Linked DNA regions of Sus scrofa: all the other regions are linked to region 2. A link is a contact called in public Hi-C and HiChIP or PLAC-seq data. All regions are on one chromosome and are shown on one strand. The core of a region is the stretch at or near the end of the contact, and the rest is flanking DNA. Distances in the headings are between cores, read along the strand shown.

What was found. Hi-C and Micro-C count contacts between places; a contact is called where the count stands out from the background. HiChIP or PLAC-seq counts read pairs in DNA pulled down with a chosen protein or histone mark.
Region 1: a contact with region 2 is called in a Hi-C map of mesenteric adipose tissue, with 1.8 times the contacts expected there. The contact joins the promoter of KIF13B here to the promoter of INTS9 in region 2. A contact is called at or near these places in 4 of 47 Hi-C or Micro-C datasets (embryonic fibroblasts, mesenteric adipose tissue, skeletal muscle and 1 more) and 2 of 2 datasets of contacts at active chromatin or transcription factors (alveolar macrophages and skeletal muscle).
Region 3: a contact with region 2 is called in an H3K27ac HiChIP or PLAC-seq map of alveolar macrophages. The contact joins the enhancer-like site here to the promoter of INTS9 in region 2. A contact is called at or near these places in 11 of 47 Hi-C or Micro-C datasets (embryonic fibroblasts, fetal skeletal muscle, fibroblasts and 5 more) and 2 of 2 datasets of contacts at active chromatin or transcription factors (alveolar macrophages and skeletal muscle).

The regions. Positions count from the first base shown.
Region 1 is chr14:13,098,858-13,101,792 of Sscrofa11.1, forward strand. It overlaps KIF13B (kinesin-like protein KIF13B), which reads right to left and starts at 1,586. Exons shown (of 40, transcript XM_021072406.1): 1 at 1,148-1,586. The coding sequence starts at 1,571.
Region 2 is chr14:12,691,136-12,693,835 of Sscrofa11.1, forward strand. It overlaps INTS9 (integrator complex subunit 9), which reads right to left and starts at 1,305. Exons shown (of 17, transcript XM_001928998.7): 1 at 992-1,305. The coding sequence starts at 1,000. HMBOX1 (homeobox-containing protein 1) reads left to right here and starts at 1,472. Exons shown (of 11, transcript XM_005670463.3): 1 at 1,472-1,785.
Region 3 is chr14:13,120,078-13,122,777 of Sscrofa11.1, forward strand. No RefSeq gene overlaps it. Among named protein-coding and RNA genes, the nearest start is that of KIF13B, 21 kb to the left of the region's middle. Within about 2 kb of position 1,339, at least 31 of the 83 cell types and tissues checked have an H3K27ac peak or open chromatin away from gene starts, as enhancers often do. A contact at or near this core is called in alveolar macrophages, omental adipose tissue, retroperitoneal adipose tissue and 2 more, where this site is marked.

The sequences.
Region 1 (2,935 bases), core at 336-2,835, 410 kb after region 2:
TACAAAAGACAACAAAGGAAACTAGAAAGCAATACAATTTCTGCACTTGATTATGAAGAAGTTGCCAAAACGATTTAGAAAATGATTCTGGTGCACCCATGATTCAGATGAGTTGAGTCTTACAATTGAAAAATTATTTTCTGGGACTATAATGATCCTACTACATCGCCCGGTATAGGAGGTGTTTTCACTATATCTCATTTAAAGTAACCTGCCCAGCCACGCTGCTAGTTAGGCATTAAAGTCAAGGCCCAGCTTCAGAGTTGTGTCGGTGTTTTTTCCATTCCATTTGACTGTCTAAAGAGTATTTCAAATGTACTCGATTTATCTGCTTTTCTCTATCCTCCCTGCAGAATTGAGAGAATGTCTGAAAGATACAATTTCACAAGAATCTTGGCACCTTAGCTATTTATTGTTGAGAGATGACGAGTATGACTTCAAGCAAAAGCAAAACTTTCTCAACAGTCAAAAAAAGCAGAGGGCAAGGAAGGGGACCAACTCTTCAAAGTTCAATCAAAGTATTTACAAGCCTTTATGACCGTCCAAGTTTAAGGAACATAGTGTGAAAAGCCAAGAGGAAGGATTTTTGCACTGGAACGCTTTCTTAGGAGTAAACCAAATTCCCCGCCCTCCTTCCTGACGCGGACCTCAAGAGTGCAGGGTCGGGGCCTGGGGTCTCTAACTGTCCCTGCCAAGCCAAAGGGTGAGAACCCGAGGGGCGGGGGCCGCTCTGACAGCTGGCGAGCCGAGAGCCCAGGCGCGGTGGGGCACAGGGCAGGGGCCCGGGGAGAGAAGGAGGAAGCGAGCCCGGGGCGCGGGACGCGGGCGCCCTCCTGGAAGGGCAGGGAGACCGGAGGGCGAAAGGGCGCCGGGGAGGGGCGGGCGCGCCGGCGGAAGGGGCAGCGGGCCGGGACGTGGGGCCCGCGGCGCCCCGGGACGCTGTGCGGGCGAGGGGAGGGGCGTCCCGCGCAGGCGGGGCGGGCGCAGTGGGGGACGAGGTTTCGGGGTGCGCAAGCCGCCCTCCCTCCCAACACGGACTCCAGGGGCGGGGCCGGCCGGACCCCACACGGCGGTCGTGGCCAAGGGAAGGGAGCGCCAGGCACCTGCCGCCTCCGCCGCGGCGGACCCGGGCGGGCTTGGCTCTCACCTCTTCGATTCATGGGCCGGATCCGGACAGCCACTTTCACTTTGGAGTCGCCCATCCTGCCGCCGCCGAGGCTCTCGCTCCGGCTTCCGTCTGCCGCGGCCACCGGGCAACTCCTCGGGGCTGACCGGGCGGGAGGGGGCTGCGGGCGGGAGGGGCGGGGCCGAGGTGGGGTCTGAGGAAGGGGCGGGGTTGGCCTTGGGGCTCCCGGCGCTCCCTCGCTGCATGACGGGACTTGTAGTCTCCGAAGGGGGTCGTGGGCGGGGCGCGCTTCCCTCTCTGGAGTCTGCAAAAGCGCGTCTGCTGCTACACCTTGATTACTTACCCCCGCCGTTAGTGCTGACATAAACTGTCGATGAGCTGATACCGCACCTGAAAATAGTTGAATAGATGGCATTCGAGACCTTGCAATGGCTTTCAGACTCATTTCCTGCTAATTTTAGTGTTTGATCCCTGGCTCAAATTATTGCCACTGTTTGTATTGCCCACCTGGTCTTGTTTGCTGAAATCATCCAAAACAAGTTAAAAATTACCCCTTTTGGAAGTCTTCATAAATCCACAGGTTATCCTATACCAACCCATCCCCTTTTCTTCCAGTCAAGACCTTGGGCTCTGGCATCAATCTGGGTTCAAATCCACTCTCAGCACTTTGCAACTGTGTGCCAAGGCAATAGATTTGACCACTCCGCTTGCCTTTTCATATGTAAAATGAAGACAATAAGAGTGCCAACCTAGAGTTTCCTTGATGGCTCATCAGTTAAGGAACCTGACTAGTATCCATGAGGACTTGGGTTCCATCCCTGGCCTTGCTCAGTAGGTTAAGGATCCGGCATTGCCTACAGCTGTGGTGTAAGTTGCAGATGCAGCTCGCATTCCCCGTGGCTGTGGCCAACAGCTGTGGCTTCCATTTGACCCCTAGCCTGGGAACTTCCCTATGCGTGGGTGCAGCCCTAAAAAAGCAACAATGACAGCAAAAAAGAGTGCTAGCTTTAGAGGATTGTTGTAAGGTTTAATGAGTTAGTATAGGTAAAGCTCTTTAAAAACTCCCTGGCACATAAGTGCTCAATAAATGTTAGTCATTCTTTTTGCTGTTAAAAGCAAACTATGTCTCTCCTATCTTGTGTTTTTAAAACCGTATCTTATATGTGTAGCCTAGCCTGCAGTAGAGACCCAATAAATATTTATTACATGAATGAATCAATGAAGCCACACTAAAATGTGCTTGTTGTTAGGCCCTAGCAGAGATGTTAACTCTTGCCTGCAAATATGTTCTATTTGGCATAATGGTATTGGCCAGCACATGAAAATCAGGAGATTTTTACATGCAATGTTGGGCCTACATTACATATTGGAAATGCTGATAGGAACTGAGTAGCAATGGTCACCTTTATAAGAGGCAGGTGAGCTTGGATATATTTAATGATGGAACAGAATTCAGAACCATTTTATAGATGAGTAAATATAGAAAGCTTGCAAGACTGGCCTTTTACGAACTGTGCTGTTGTTGAAAGAGCTTCAATACAAGCAGAGTTGTCATAAAGGTTAAAAATACCTTTAAGAGGAATGTAATTTTGACACATACCAGGACATGGATGAACCTGGAAGACATTACCCCAAGTGAAATGAGCCAGACACAAAAAAGCAAACACTTTGTGATTGTGCTTATGTTACATATTTTCCCACAACTCAGGGTAAAACATTGTATCATTATGTTGTACACCTGAAACTAGTATGTCAATAAAAGTTCATTTAAAAAAGTAAAAATAAAAAGTAGAATAAAAGGTTAAAAAT
Region 2 (2,700 bases), core at 55-2,554:
TTTCTCTGACTCCTCAGAAAACAGCTGAAACTCTGAAGAGCACAGGCCCTTAGCGTGTGTGTGCAGGCACCAGCCTGGGCTGCACACTTTGGAAAAGCATGCTCAAACAATTAAGAAAATGCACATTTTATTTTTCTACTAAAATTACAGGAAAGTAAAGATTTACAACACTTGGCTGCAGGAATGCGAATTTTAAGAGGTTGAGAAACAGCATCTCACACCTGCTTTTCTACTAATACCATACAGTTGGAATAAACTAGTTAAAGTAGCTAAATCTGTGTGCACACAGAGTAACGTGGCTCAAAATAAAGGCCTGAGCAGCCTCCCTACAAGCCAAGTGTTTTGAGTTTTGTGATGCAGAGAATTTTCCAGGTATCCTGGCAGGCTCCATCTAATCTTGGCTCATACAGTCCCTACAGCCCTAGACTGAATGCCTTGACACTTAAACCATATTATACAGGGTTTAAAACTTAAATCTTCCACGATCATACCATACCATGATCTCGTCCTTCTCTGAATATCAAAGACAGTTAGGAGTCTATAACAGAAAACTTAAGTGATTACTCTGCCCAATATTTTCTAAACTCTGCTCATATGTAACCAAAGCCTTTTCAAAAACTGTAAGAAACGCTAATCAAACGCCAATCGCGTGGAAAGAAGTTAACCAATTATAAAACTCACATGGCAGCTGTGAAATCAGTCAAACCTAGTTCATAAAGCCCAACCTCAGTTCGTGTGTGAAGTAAGGTGACAGAGTCAATCTCTTATCTAACCACAGGAGCCGCCAAGGGATAAATAAGATCTGGGGGTCGGGGGTGGGAGGTGGGATTCAAACTCAACCACAAGGAGCAGCTTTCCTTGGTTCACCCCACTTTCTAAGTCTCTAACTGCCACCCCTCTTCCGCGACGGTTCCCACCACAAGTTGGAAACGACGAAGTCCAAAAGGATATGGCATCACCTTTGCCCTCTGACCTAGGAGCAGAGACTCACCAATTTCATATTGGACTTTAGGTTGTTCAATATCAGTCACTGGACTCCTCAGAACCAGAAAGCCTCTTCCGGTTCAATCTCCGCCACCCGCCAGCCTCGAGCATCGCGGGACATGCAGTCTTTCTTCCCTACGCCCCCTTCCGGATGCATCATGGGAAATGTAGTCCTGTCTTCTTGCATCATGGGAACTGTGGTCATCTTTCCTTTTTCTCTCTTTCCTCCTTCCTTCGGCTCAAATTCTTCCCCGCCGCCAAATCATTCTCCCTCTCCATCCCAGCATGATATCATGTCCCCTGTCTGGGCCCAGAGCCCACGGTATTCTGGGATGTGTAGTCCCTACGACTCTGGCGCCCCTTTCCCCTCCTCCCTGTGGGAAGGCGAATGGCGCAGGTCTTGCCGGGAGCTGTAGTCCCCCAGGGCCTCCGGGCGCCGAGTCCCGCGCTTTTACTCGAGGGAGTAAGAAACTACAACTCCCAGGGCCGCCCGGCGGCAGCAGGTGGGAGCGGGGCTGTTGATATCAATATGGCGGTTGTCAGCCAGACAAAGACAGTCAGTCTGATGTGATTGAGACAAGGGAGGTTTTCAGGGGGAGACTGGGAGATAGGGGCCTCCCCTCCCCCTTCTCCTCTTCCTGCGCCGGCCTCAACCCCTCCCCAGTCCCCTCCCGACGGGCGCCCCACGCGGAAGACACCCCTCCCCCTCCCGCTTTCCCCTCCTCCCTACCTCAGCCCTTCGTACTGGGACGTTGGGGAGGGGGCTGTGCCGGGCGGAGAGAACTCAGCAAGGATTCTGAGGTGAGTCGAGCGATTTGGAAGGCGGGCTCCCTCAAGTCTCTTTCTTCACTTCTTTCTCTTCACTTTTTTTCTTTTTTCTTTTTGGAGGGGTTTGGGAGAGAAAGTGAGTGGGCCGGGGGTGGGTCTCTTAGGCGGCCCGACTGAGAGGAGGGAGGAAGCGTGGGGCTTCCGAGGGGGGTGACCCGGACGCAGGGTCTGGGGTGGGGCAGTTTGTGGGGGGCGAAAATGGAAAGGCGTCGGCTGCTCCCTAACTCTTTCCTCCTGGTTACCTCCTTGGTGGGCGGAAGGTTTGAATCCTGGAGGTGGGGTCTCTTGTTTGGAGTTTGGGAAACTGTGAGGGGAATTTGAGGTGTGGGTTTGTTTGGGGTGCAGAACTGTATTTGAAACTGGGTGACGTGTACTTGGGTGATGTGTTAGCCTTGAATAAATGTCTCTAGAGAGGAAGTTCGGGAGACGGAGTCGGAGCTTTTAGCTGGGCCTGGGCGGAGAAGCGTGCGCGAGGTGCGGGTCCTGGACCTCTGGGCTGGCGCCGCGGCGCGGGGTGGCCGTGGGGAGCAAGTCGTTTGTGTCCCATCGCCCGCTCACACTCCTTCTCCCATCCTCCCAGGGACACATCCCAACCCCAAACTCAGGGTAGGAGCACTGTAGACGTGAGATGCTGTGTGGATGGCTTTTTGCATCCCGAAGTCGGTAGCTAGGTGGGAAAGGAAAAGTGTTCTTAATATTTTATTCCGGAACCGTGTTTTGGTTACACTGTTGGGGCTACTTTGAAACGAGTCCTCCACCCACCGTTACCCCGAAACAGTAGGTGGAGGGATCTCGTTGCCGTCTTCGTGTTCAGTAGATTAAACACTAGTTAACATTCGGGGGCGTGGGGCGGGGGTCGAGAGTGCTGGTATGTGTACGCGTCTCTTT
Region 3 (2,700 bases), core at 89-2,588, 430 kb after region 2:
ACCATAGTCTCCCTGGGAAACCTTTTCAATCCCAATGTCCAACCACACCCCAGACAAATTAGATGGGAATTTCTGGGGTTGGGTGTTGGAATGCTTGACAAAGCACCCCAGGCGATCTTAACATGAAGCCAGAACTGGAAAGCACTGAATTAAAGGCAGGTTCTCAGAACTGTTCCTGACAAGAGTGATTCTGATAAGAGTCATTTTCTTGTGACCAACTGGTAATTACAAAACATGCTTTTACAAAAATAGTGTTTAAAGAACTATTTAAACAATAATAGATGTGTTTTTAAAAATAGAGATAAATCAATAACTATGGAAGCTAAGAAGAGTTGGAGCTTCGTCCAAATTAAGCAGATCCAGGAGTTTGATCTGGGAGTGATATGACACAAGTGACAACTTAGGAAGAATAATTGGATGCTGATGTGTTGGGTAGAGCTGGTTTCGTTCAGCAAAGAGTTATTTACCGTGGTAGCTAGCATTTATTGCTCAAACCTGCCAACAGCCCCATAGGGGGCTTGTGGTACCTTGTTTTATAGATGGAGAATCCAACGGTGAGCTAGGTTAAGTGACTTGCCCAAAGTGGGGGGAAAAAAAGAGCAGAGTTAGGATCTGAATCCAGAATTCCCTTCAGGAGCACCTTGCTGGGCCACCTGTCACGTCATGAATGACGATGCCTATGTATTCTTTGGGGACACACAATATATGTCACAGTCCTTCAAGAGGGGGTAGATGGGTCAAGATATACCCACCATGGTGATGATAAATTCTTATTGGTGTTCTGAGGACACCCGTGGGACATGGCTAAGCCTGTTGTGAGGAGTGGTGCTGGAAGAAACAACAGGAGACTTGTCTTTAAAGGAGGGCAAAAGAGTGGAAATCAGGGAGGGCAGTTAGAGAGCCATTGGGATGTTGCTGTGGGGATGGGAAGGAGAAGTCATTCTTCCCCTCATTTTCCCCCCTCTTCCTGGATTTGGAATTAAAATACATTTGGAGGCCACTGATGAGACTAACACTCCAGGACCCTCCTGAAGCGAAGAGGCCGAGGAGAGTTTGACGCTAGGGCAACACCGCCACCTGGTGGACAATATTTTTATTGCAGGCAACGTGCCTCTGCGGTGAACTTTTATAACATTAACACTCCTTTTCAAATCATCTGAATTTTGCCGACTGTTAACACATATTTAGCACTTCCTTAACATAAGTTAGGAAGCTCTACCTAAGGAAGCTTGCCTGCCCGATTTTGAAAAGGAAAAAAGGACCACCCTACCCCGAACAGATGGCAGGACGACCCTGGCTGAGACTGGGGTTTCCCCAAACCAGAGCTTCTGGATCCCAAGGGAACTGGGAAGTCAACAAGGGTCTCAGACTTCCTCCCTCTTGTCCTTTCTTCCTTTATCTCCTTTCCTCCCCTCCTTAATTCTCTCTTTTAAATTTTCAGCGTTTTAATAACTTGTTTTACATTTATCTGAGGCCATTTTGGTGTGGGGCAGATAGAATTTTATAACACTGCTTATCTCAGAGTGACCCAAAATGTATGGTAGCTATCATTTGTGCGTTTTCGTAAATAAAAACTGGAAACCCAAGTCGATTTTAATAAATTCAGTTTGGCAGGCAAACAGTTTTTTGACCAAAATCTAGAGCTTCTGCTTTAGGGAAGGGTAAGTGCTGCCCTCTAGTGGACATATCTTAACATTACAGTCTATGAATGAGGCTCGAACAGGAGAGAGCGCAAGGTAAAAATTCTGCCTTGGGGAAGGGTAAGTGCTGCCCTCTAGTGGACATATGTTAACATTACAGCTCATGAATGAGGCTCAAGGAGAAGAGAAGGTGCTTGATAAGACTTCTGCAAATACTACTATCTTCTTCTTCTGAGGATTCCTTTGAGCTCTTAAAAATTCTCAATTTCCTGAACAACATTCCACATCCCAGAATCCACAAAATATCTGCACTGTTCTGGCTAATTTAGCTTTTCTATCTCCTTCCCTTTTGCCTACGTGTAGCCTGATCACAGTTTCCTGTCCAGAAATCTGCCAGGTATCCCACTACCCAGGGTTCCTACCAATTCCATGCCCATTTCTGGCTGCTGGGGAAGGAGGTGAGGACAACGGGTATGAAGACACATTGAGCAACTTCTCTTCATTGTGATCATCAAGGACCATTTGTTGGTCTTCTACTCTTGCAACAAGTATTCATTACTTCCTAACACATACAGGCCATTTATACAAAACACGTTAGTGAGCAAGACCCAAGAAGTCATTATTCCTGCCTTAAATAGCAAGGCAAGTGAGGATGAAGCAGTGTAAAGACTTTGGACGGGGAACGAACTAGGTCCAAGTCCTGGCCCTTCCCAAATGCCATGGGAGCAGTGGAAATATCTCAGTCCCTCAGCTTCCTGAACTGTAAACTGAAAGGGTTAGACTAAGTGAGTTTTAAAGATAAGTTTAGGGAGTTCCAGTTGTGGCTCAGTGGGTTAAAGACCTGACATAGTCTCTGTGAGGATGAGGGTTTGATTCCCCGGCCTCCCTCAGTGGGTTAAGTATCTGACGTTGCCGCAGGCTGTGGTGTAGGTTGCAGATACAGCTTGGAGCCAGTGTTGCTGTGGCTGTGGTGTAGGTTGCAGCTGCAGTTCCAATTCGACTCCTAGCCTGGGAACTTCCACATGCTGCAGGTTAGGCCAGGAAAAGAAAAGAAAAAAAA